2 separate regions of the Triticum aestivum genome follow, and region 1 is linked to region 2. A link is a contact called in public Hi-C data. All regions are on one chromosome and are shown on one strand. The core of a region is the stretch at or near the end of the contact, and the rest is flanking DNA. Distances in the headings are between cores, read along the strand shown.

Region 1 (4,200 bases), core at 262-2,761, 140 kb before region 2:
GTAGTACTGCAAATCCCAGCCCAAGCAGAAAGAAGCACTCTGTTACTCCAGTATCTACAGGGATTAAAAATCGGGGTACTAAAAATATGGATATAGTACTGCGGTAGGAGTACTACCCTAGAGGAAAGAAAAGAGTGGCGCTAGTTAGTACTAATCCCTAGCGATAAGCAAGCACCCAGCCGACAGGGCAGAGTTCACATGTGGAGAATCACTGTGGTTCCCCTGGCGAGTGAGGCGACACGACAAACTTCTCATCAGTATGTAAAAGAATGAAAAAAATAGTAAGAAGAGAAAATAGTTCACGGACAGGAGATCCGACTACTGGCGCTGCCACCGGATCCAACAAAGAGAGAGGATTACCCTCCCCATGTTCCGTTCTAGAGTCATTAATCTTTTTTTCTGTTTTTTTTTTCAAAAATACGCAGCGATTGCGTATCATTTCATTGATAGAGAGAACAGAGAACAAGAGGTTGCCGTCCTTAACTGTGTACACAAGGTGGCGCGGGTAAGGAAAGCAGTGAGTAGAGGGGGAGGGTGCTCTGCCTTAGAACAAGGGTTTTAGGTTACATGGAGTATGTTGGCCAGGCCGGTGGCTCCAGCTCGCGCCCATAGATGGGCCTCTTGTTTGATGTCGCGGGCAAGCACCGCATTGGAGGGATGCGCGCCGTCGAAGACGCAAACATTGCGATGTTTCCAGAGGAGCCATGCAGTGAGGCTGATGATGGTGCCGATGCCTTTGTGTAGGCCTGCGGGGGAACTGTCGATGGAGTCAGACCACCAGGTGAAGAAGGTGGTTGATCCGTCTGGTGGTGTGATAGTCGCTCGACACCAGGATAGGATCTCGTGACATGTGATCTTGGAGAAGGCGCAACCCACCAGGAGGTGGTGCAGGGTCTTCGGTTCCTGAGAGCAGGGTGAGCAGTCGGAGTCATGCTTGATTCCATGGCGTGCAAGACGATCCGCGGTCCAGCGGCGATAGAGCGAGGCAAGCCAGAAAAGAATTCTTTGCAAAAAAGAATTAATACGTCAATGCTCTAGAATCTAAAATCACCAGTGACCAATCTTTAATATGAGGAAGCCATGTTCTAGAGAAACAAACCACCAATCTTCATAGAGGATAGCTATTTTGAAATAATTACTTTCTCCCGCAAAAAAGAAGAAGAAATAATTACTTTCTACAGAGTCGGGGCTTCCTTTTTACTACCGGCACACGTGTATTGCAGTGCAGACCACGGTATGCCATGAAGACGACTAGTAACTGTCACGCACATTTTTTTAAACGAACTCGTTTGTTTGAACTTAGAAGGGCAGGCGGAGTCGGATTCCCTCGGCGATGCCTGCGGTGCCGCTGGCGTTGCTGCTGCTTGCCGGTAGGCGCCTCGCCTTGGCGGGACACGTCGACGTCGGGGGATCACGACAGGACGAACGTGAGGAAGCGCGTGGGAGTGTCCGGCTCCGACCCTGGCCTGGCGAATAAATCAACGCGCACGGGCGGCGGCATCCGATGCTCGGCCAAATACTCTACAGGACACGGAGGAGGAGTAGGGCGGGACGGGAGGCAGGGAGCCGCTCCGCGGCCTGCGCCTATCCGGAAACTCGCGGGCGCGGCGGCTCAGTGGGAATCCCAGGCGTGGAAACCGCGGGTTTTCCCACTAATTTAATCGCGCGCGACTCCACACGACGGTATCCGATGATCCCCCTGTCGACTCCTGCCACGGGCCATCACAACGCCCGGCGCGCAGCCCAGTCCACACCCTTGTGCCGTTTTACGACGGGATCCTTCGCCCTGACTCCTCCTGCCTCAGCCTGGCTCACCACCGTGGGAGGAGTTTTTTTTTTTTTTTTACACGAGGGCTGAATGCTTTTGTCTTCCCATTTTCAGGTTCTTCCGCGCGCTTCTCTTGCATCCACACATGCTCGTTGGGATTTGAAGGTGGTCCCTTTCTCATTCGGACGAGGATCCCCTGCCGTGCGGCAGGGTGCCGTTCCGTTGCTGACTCATGGGCCCGACTGAAACTTAACCCACCTGTCAGTGGCCTAACGGCAGGCGCCGTACGCCAGAGGAGCTTCCTCCTTTTCATTCATGGTACGTGCTGATTGGTGGGGAGGTCTGAGAGTTCACGCAACCAGGACCACACGTGGAGCTGCGTCCACAGGGCATTTGATCATATGCTTTGTTGGCAGGTGAGATCCAAATCCGGTCATGGACGCCCGCACACACACACAAAATTCTTAAATAATACTAAATTTTTAGGGCATTCCAAAAACTTTTATTTTTAGGTCATTTTTATTACATGAAAATTCAGAAAACAGGATAATTTTGACATTTCCACTTTATTAACTTTAAATAACATAGAGTAAATAGTGGGTACAGTAAGTTATGCTTATTAAATTCATCGACCACATGCTCCTACAAAGAATCCATTAGTAAGGTTGATCAAGTCTTATTAACAAATCATTTTCGAAATATATGAAAATGAAGAATCTCCGTATAACACTAAGTTATCTTAACGGGGATATGTATCTCCTCAACAATAAGAGTTTCATATTTCTTTTTGACTGAAGGGACGGGAAATTGAAAACCTCCAATAGTGATTGTTGAATTTTCTTCAATACAATTGATACCATTCACTTGAAGTTGTTTCCTCGCGAAATAAACCGTATGCTCATTATCATTGACATGAAAGGTAAGTTTGCCCTTGTTGCAATCAATAACAGCCCCTGCAGTATTCAGAAAGGATCTACCAAGGATAATCGACATGTTGTCATTCTCGGGCATATCAAGTATAACAAAGTCTGTCAAAATAGTAATATTTGCAACCACAACGGGCACATCCTCGCAAGTTCCAATAGGTATAGCAGTTGATTTATCAACCATTTACAAAGATATTTCAGTAGGTATGAGGTTATTCAAATCAAGTCTTCTATATAAAGAGAAAGACATAACACTATCACCGGCTCCTAAATCACATAGAGCAGTTTTAACATAATTTCTTTTAATGGAGCATGGTATAATGGGTATTCCTGGATCTCCTAACTTCTTAGGTACTCCTGTTGGGGATCGTAGTGATAATTTAAAATTTTCCTACGTGTCACCAAGATCAATCTAGAAGATGCTAGCAACGAGAGAGAAAGGGGGAGTGCATCTTCATACCCTTGAAGATCGCTAAGCAGAAGCGTTACAAGAACGCGGTTGATGGAGTCGTACTCGCGGCGATTCAAATCGCGAAAGATCCGATCTAGCGCCGAATGGACGACGCCTCCGCGTTCGGCACACGTACAGCCTGGGGACGTCTCTTCCTTGATCCAGCAAGGGGAGAGGAGAAGTTGAGGGAGAACTCCAGAAGCACGACGACGTGGTGATGGAGGAGTTCGTGGTTCTCCGGCAGGGCTTCGCCAAGCACTACGGAAGAGGAGGAGGACATGGGGAGGGGGAGGGCTGCGCCAGGGTAAGGGTATGGCTGCCCTCCCACCCCCTCACTATATATATGGGGAAGGGGAAAGGGGGAGGCGCCCTAGGGTTTCCTCTAGGGGGCGGCGGCTAGGGCAGATTGGATCTCCCTAGGGAAACCCTAGGGAGACTTGCCCCCCAAGCCAAGCAGGTGGAGGCTTGCCTCCCAAGTCAGGTGGAGGCGCCTCACCTCCCCAAGCAATGTGGGAAACGGTGTGGGGGCGCACAATCCCTTAGTGGGCTGGTTTGCCACCTCCTCTTGGCCCATGAGGCCCTGCAACACTTGTCGGGGCCCCTGAAACACCTTTCGATCATGTTAGCCATAGCCTGGTACCCCCGGAACACTTCCGGACTCCAATACCCTTCGTCCAATATACCGATCTTCACCTCCGGACCATTCCAGAACTCATCGTGACGTCCGGGATCTCATCCGGGCTCCGAACTACCTTCAGTAACCACATACAATTTCCCATGACAACTCTAGCGTCACCAAACCTTAAGTGTGTAGACCCTACTGGTTCGGGAACCATGCAGACATGACCGAGACATCTCTCCGGCCAATAATCAACAACGGGATATGGATACCCATGTTGACTCCCACATGTTCCATGGTGATCTCATCGGATGAACCATGATGTCGAGGATTCAATCAATCCCGTATGCAATTCCCTTTGTCCATCGGTATGTTACTTGCCCGAGATTCGATCGTCGGTATTCCCATACCTCGTTCAATCTCGTTACCGGCAAGT
Region 2 (4,335 bases), core at 1,503-4,002:
AGAAGCTTTTACCAAAACTTGTCCCAAAGTGGACAAAAAATTACCACGGCATAAATGTGCCATGTCACGATATCATGCCAAGTTTCATGAATTTCAAGCGAGTTTTGGATTTGCAGGAATTTAAAAAACCAAGATTCTCAATGTTTGCAGCTGAACCACGACGCTGATATGTTCGAAATTCATTCCCATTTATTTCATGGGACCTAAACACGCACCCAAGGACATGATTTTACAACCCATTTTGGTGCACTGGAGCATGTGCTTGCAGTTCAGATTTGAATTATGCATATTATATGCCTAGTAAACTCGATTAATGTATAAAAAAGCAAACAAACCCTAAATAATTCCACATTTTAACACGACACTCCTATAGTTGCATGTTCACCGCAGATAAATGTTCTAGCAATCCAAACACCGTCCTTTGTCGATGTAACCCCATTTTTTCTTTCCGGTCAAAATGAAAATCAAGTACATCACAAACAATTGGCACTAAGGCGACACCAAGTTGTTGTTCTTTACTTTGATGACATCCTAGTTAATAGAAAATATCTTGATAATCACCTGATATGTGTTGTGATGAAGTGCTACGTAGCCAGGAATTGTTCCACGACATTAATAAGTGGACCTTTTACACTGCACAACTCGTTTTCTTAGGCATCGTTGTTTCCTCAAATGGCATAAAGTTGATGAGTTTAAGATTGGAACAATAAAAAGTTGGCATCAACCCACTAATGTGACACAAGTACCAAGTTTGCCATTTATGAGCTTTCTAGGTTTGCGGGGCCGACACCATCCCCCTCAAACCAAATTGTATCAAAATTCTAATCCTCTTGCCTAAGGGTTTGAGCTTTACGAAAGGCGGCTTCAGCTATCGCCACTTGGACCTCCTCGGGGCAGATTGGCAATTACATTTCGAGGCATGGCCCGTGCTAGGTTCAAAGATAGGGCAACTATCTACTACAATTTGTTCAAAATCAGAATCTGGCAAAGCGTCAAGTGCACAATGGGTGATACTCTTTCTTAGATTTCTTCACACTATTCCAACACAACACTACTCCCTCTGTGTTTGAAATGCTTGTTTTTTGGGATATTTATACGGTCTGCTTTGATCATCTATTAAAAATAGTTATACATTGCAATATTGTAAGTTTGATGTTTTCAATGTTGACAACTCTTCTGGATTGATAATCAAACATGTAAAGGTTGACCAATGCAATTTCTACAATGAGTAACATTTTGAAAAGGAATGAGTAGTAGTAGATTTATCCATTTTTTTTGTGGAATTGATACTAACACAATTCATGAGATTCGCTCACAAAATTGTTATTTAATGTGATGATGACTTCTAAGATAACTAACTTAACTGACATGTTTTCAAGAATCTTTCTATATTTTTAATATCAAAACTGAAAGGGGAAATTTTGTTTCTACCACTCTAGATTTTGCTAATTTTACTTATGCCACTCTCAAATTTGACATTTAACTTTTGCCACTCTTAGATTGTGACAGTGTATCACAATTGACATTCCGTGGCAAAAGCAAAAATAATTGGAGTGGCAATTGTGATACATTGTCAAATGCTAATAGTGACAAAAGTAAAAAAATAATACTTTTGCCTTTTGTCACGAAATGGCAGTTGTGATACATTATCAAAAGCTATAATGGCAAAAGTGAAATGTCAAATTTAGAATGGCATAAGTAAAATTGGCAAAAGTTAGAGTGGCAAAAACAAATTTTCCCAAACCGAGAAGTATTATTTCGAAAAGGACAAATGTTTTCTATCACCTGATGGTTGTTACACTCACATGAGTTTTCAATGTTGTATGCAGTATCTATCAAACCAGAGAGTATGCACGCATAGTAGCTAGTATATATGCTTTTTAGGTTGTATATACTTTTTAAATTTTTTTATACGCATAAATATAAATTTAAAAAATGCAAAAAATTATGGACTCACGTATAGTTTTTTTCATATAGTTTGCTTTGATCTTAGATATAGTATATGAACATACTTAAATGAATAAAGTAATACTCCCTCCGTTCCTTGATATAAGGTATATAGATTTTTGAGAAAAAAATCCGAAATATAAGGTGTATTGCGTTGTACCACTCGTCTGGATAATGTTTTTAGGGAATTGATTACATTTCCTTATATTAGGCAAGCTCCTCTATTTTGTCATGTCAATTAGTTAGGTGTAATCTCGCCCAAAACTTATGAAATTTTCCCAAAAACTATACACCCTTTATTAAGGAACGGAGGAAGTATATATTACCATATGATAGTACGGAGGGGTATATATGACATGAAGGTAAAACCACCGGATGGTAGGATATGTTTTCCTCGTTAGAAAATATGTATGCCTTTTCGGAAAAAAAAAGGAAAAAATATGTATGACTTAATGTCTATGTGTAAGACGTTATGCGTTATGAAAGAGGGAGAGTGCAGACTTTAGTTAGACGGTTGAGAGTGTAGTGTTAAAAAACACTCCTCTATTATGAGACAGAGGGAGTAGTTTGGGTTGCTTAGGATAAGATGAGGTAAAAGTGAAGCGGAGTTTAGGTCAAATACGGCCAACAAAGGCTCCACCACCTGTATCTGTATGTACTACAACTAAACTATAGTAGTACAAAGAGAAGAGAAACAGTAGTACAAGGACCTAAACGCAAAAACGAAATCGAACTAGCCGTGGTGGGCACAAAAGGACACGCGCCCAGTACAAAAGTGCGGCTACAAAGGCGGGCCCTTTCTCCCAAAACCGGAGCATATCCCCAGCTAAACCCACCTCGCATCGCATCAGCAACAAAGTGCCCCAAGCAACCTCCCCTCCTCCCCGAGCTCCCTCGTTCCCTCCACTACCCCGCACGCGCCGCCACCATACGCCACGCACCACCAACCCAAGAAGCCCCCTCTTCCTTCTTCCTTCCCTCTCACAGGCACAAGAGTAGGTGCCGCCGGCCGGCATCGAGATTCGAGACCAACCATGTCGGCGTCGCCCGAGTTCTACAAGCCGGCGCCGGCCTTCTCCCCGTGCCGCTCGCCGCTTGCCCCGCGCGGAGACGTCGCCGCAGGAGCGGCCGGCGGAGCAGGAGCGGCAGCAGGAGGAGCAGACCAGCAGGCAGGCGCGTGGGAGGAGCAGTGCTGCCGGACGCCGACGGGCGCGGGGAGCGAGCTGAAGCAGGCGGCCGCAACGTGCCCGCCGGCGCCGAGGAAGCCGCGGGCGCCGGCCGCGCCGTGCCGGAAGCGGCTGTTCGAGGTGGAGGTGTTCAGCCTGCGGCTGGACGAGCTGGAGCGCCTCTTCTGGCGCCCGCACGCGCCGCCGCCGCCGCCGGAGAAGAAGGCCAAGCTCAAGCGCCGCAGGGTGGCGCCGCCGAGCGCCTCGCCGTCGCCGGGGCCCAGCAAGAGCTAGCTCGCCAGCAGGACGTGCGCCTCCCGGCCGGCCAAGCCGCTTTGGCCTGCCGGTGCTGGTCGCGGTAGGCAGCTAGTGTAAGATTTGGTACCGCGTTTTTACTGCTGTACTCGTGCTCAATTAGGTCAGTTCGTGGTACCCGTAGCTAGGTAGCAGTAGTAGCAGGAGCAGTTCTTTCTTTTTACTGTATGTGATACCCCGTAGCGCCGTGGTCAATGGAGTAATAGTAGTAGCACTAGTAAACTTGTAACAGGTTAAATTTCCTTCTTCCATAGTGTAATAACAGGTTTAAATTCCCTTCCATGGAGATGGAGTGCAGGCTGTATAGATGTGTAATGAGACGCTCGATCGATGCTGTATCTGCCTATGTACCAGTCCAAGCAGTCTCGTTCCCAATACAAGCACTCCATACCACTTATTTGTTCTTCAGTCCTGTGTCTATTTTCTCTGGAATTTTAGCCTTGTTCTGTTTGGAGGGGGGGTTAATAAATCCAAAATCCCCCCAATTCCCTCCAACCATCTCGAGTCTAATCCCATGGCAAGAGGATTGTTAACCGAACAAGGCCAGGTGGGTCGCTGCCATGCTTAGGGGAAGCTAGGGCACGAGAGATGCTGTGATTCGTCAGTGATTTTGAGCAGTTTTCTATGGAATAATCCTGGCTTCCTTGCACGATGGTTGGCGTGGGGCGCCTCGTACGCCGGCGCGGCCGGCCCTATGCTGCCTATGCGAGCTGCTGTCTCCGTCCGTCGTTGTCGCCTACGTTGCCCGCTTGGTGGCGTTCTGTTTCCCTTTGATTGCAACCCTGGTTCCGAATGGATTCTTAACTCCTTCCCTTCAGTGGATCACACAGCGATGGCCGCATCTTGTTACTATAAAAATCTGGCCCTGCGCGATGCCGGCCGCAGGGGAGAGGAGGAATCACCCGTG

What was found. A called contact is a pair of places that touch in the nucleus more often than the background predicts.
Region 1: a contact with region 2 is called in a Hi-C map of leaf, with 3 times the contacts expected there. The contact joins the enhancer-like site here to the promoter of LOC123131693 in region 2. A contact is called at or near these places in 2 of 5 Hi-C or Micro-C datasets (both in leaf).

What each region holds. Positions count from the first base shown.
Region 1 is chr1A:370,391,867-370,396,066 of IWGSC CS RefSeq v2.1, reverse strand. No RefSeq gene overlaps it. Among protein-coding and RNA genes, the nearest start is that of LOC123131781, 10 kb to the left of the region's middle. Within about 2 kb of position 1,511, at least 6 of the 8 cell types and tissues checked have an H3K27ac peak or open chromatin away from gene starts, as enhancers often do. A contact at or near this core is called in leaf, where this site is marked.
Region 2 is chr1A:370,253,112-370,257,446 of IWGSC CS RefSeq v2.1, reverse strand. It overlaps LOC123131693 (cyclin-dependent protein kinase inhibitor SMR1), which reads left to right and starts at 2,752. Exons shown (of 1, transcript XM_044551393.1): 1 at 2,752-3,836. The coding sequence starts at 2,982. The coding sequence ends at 3,407.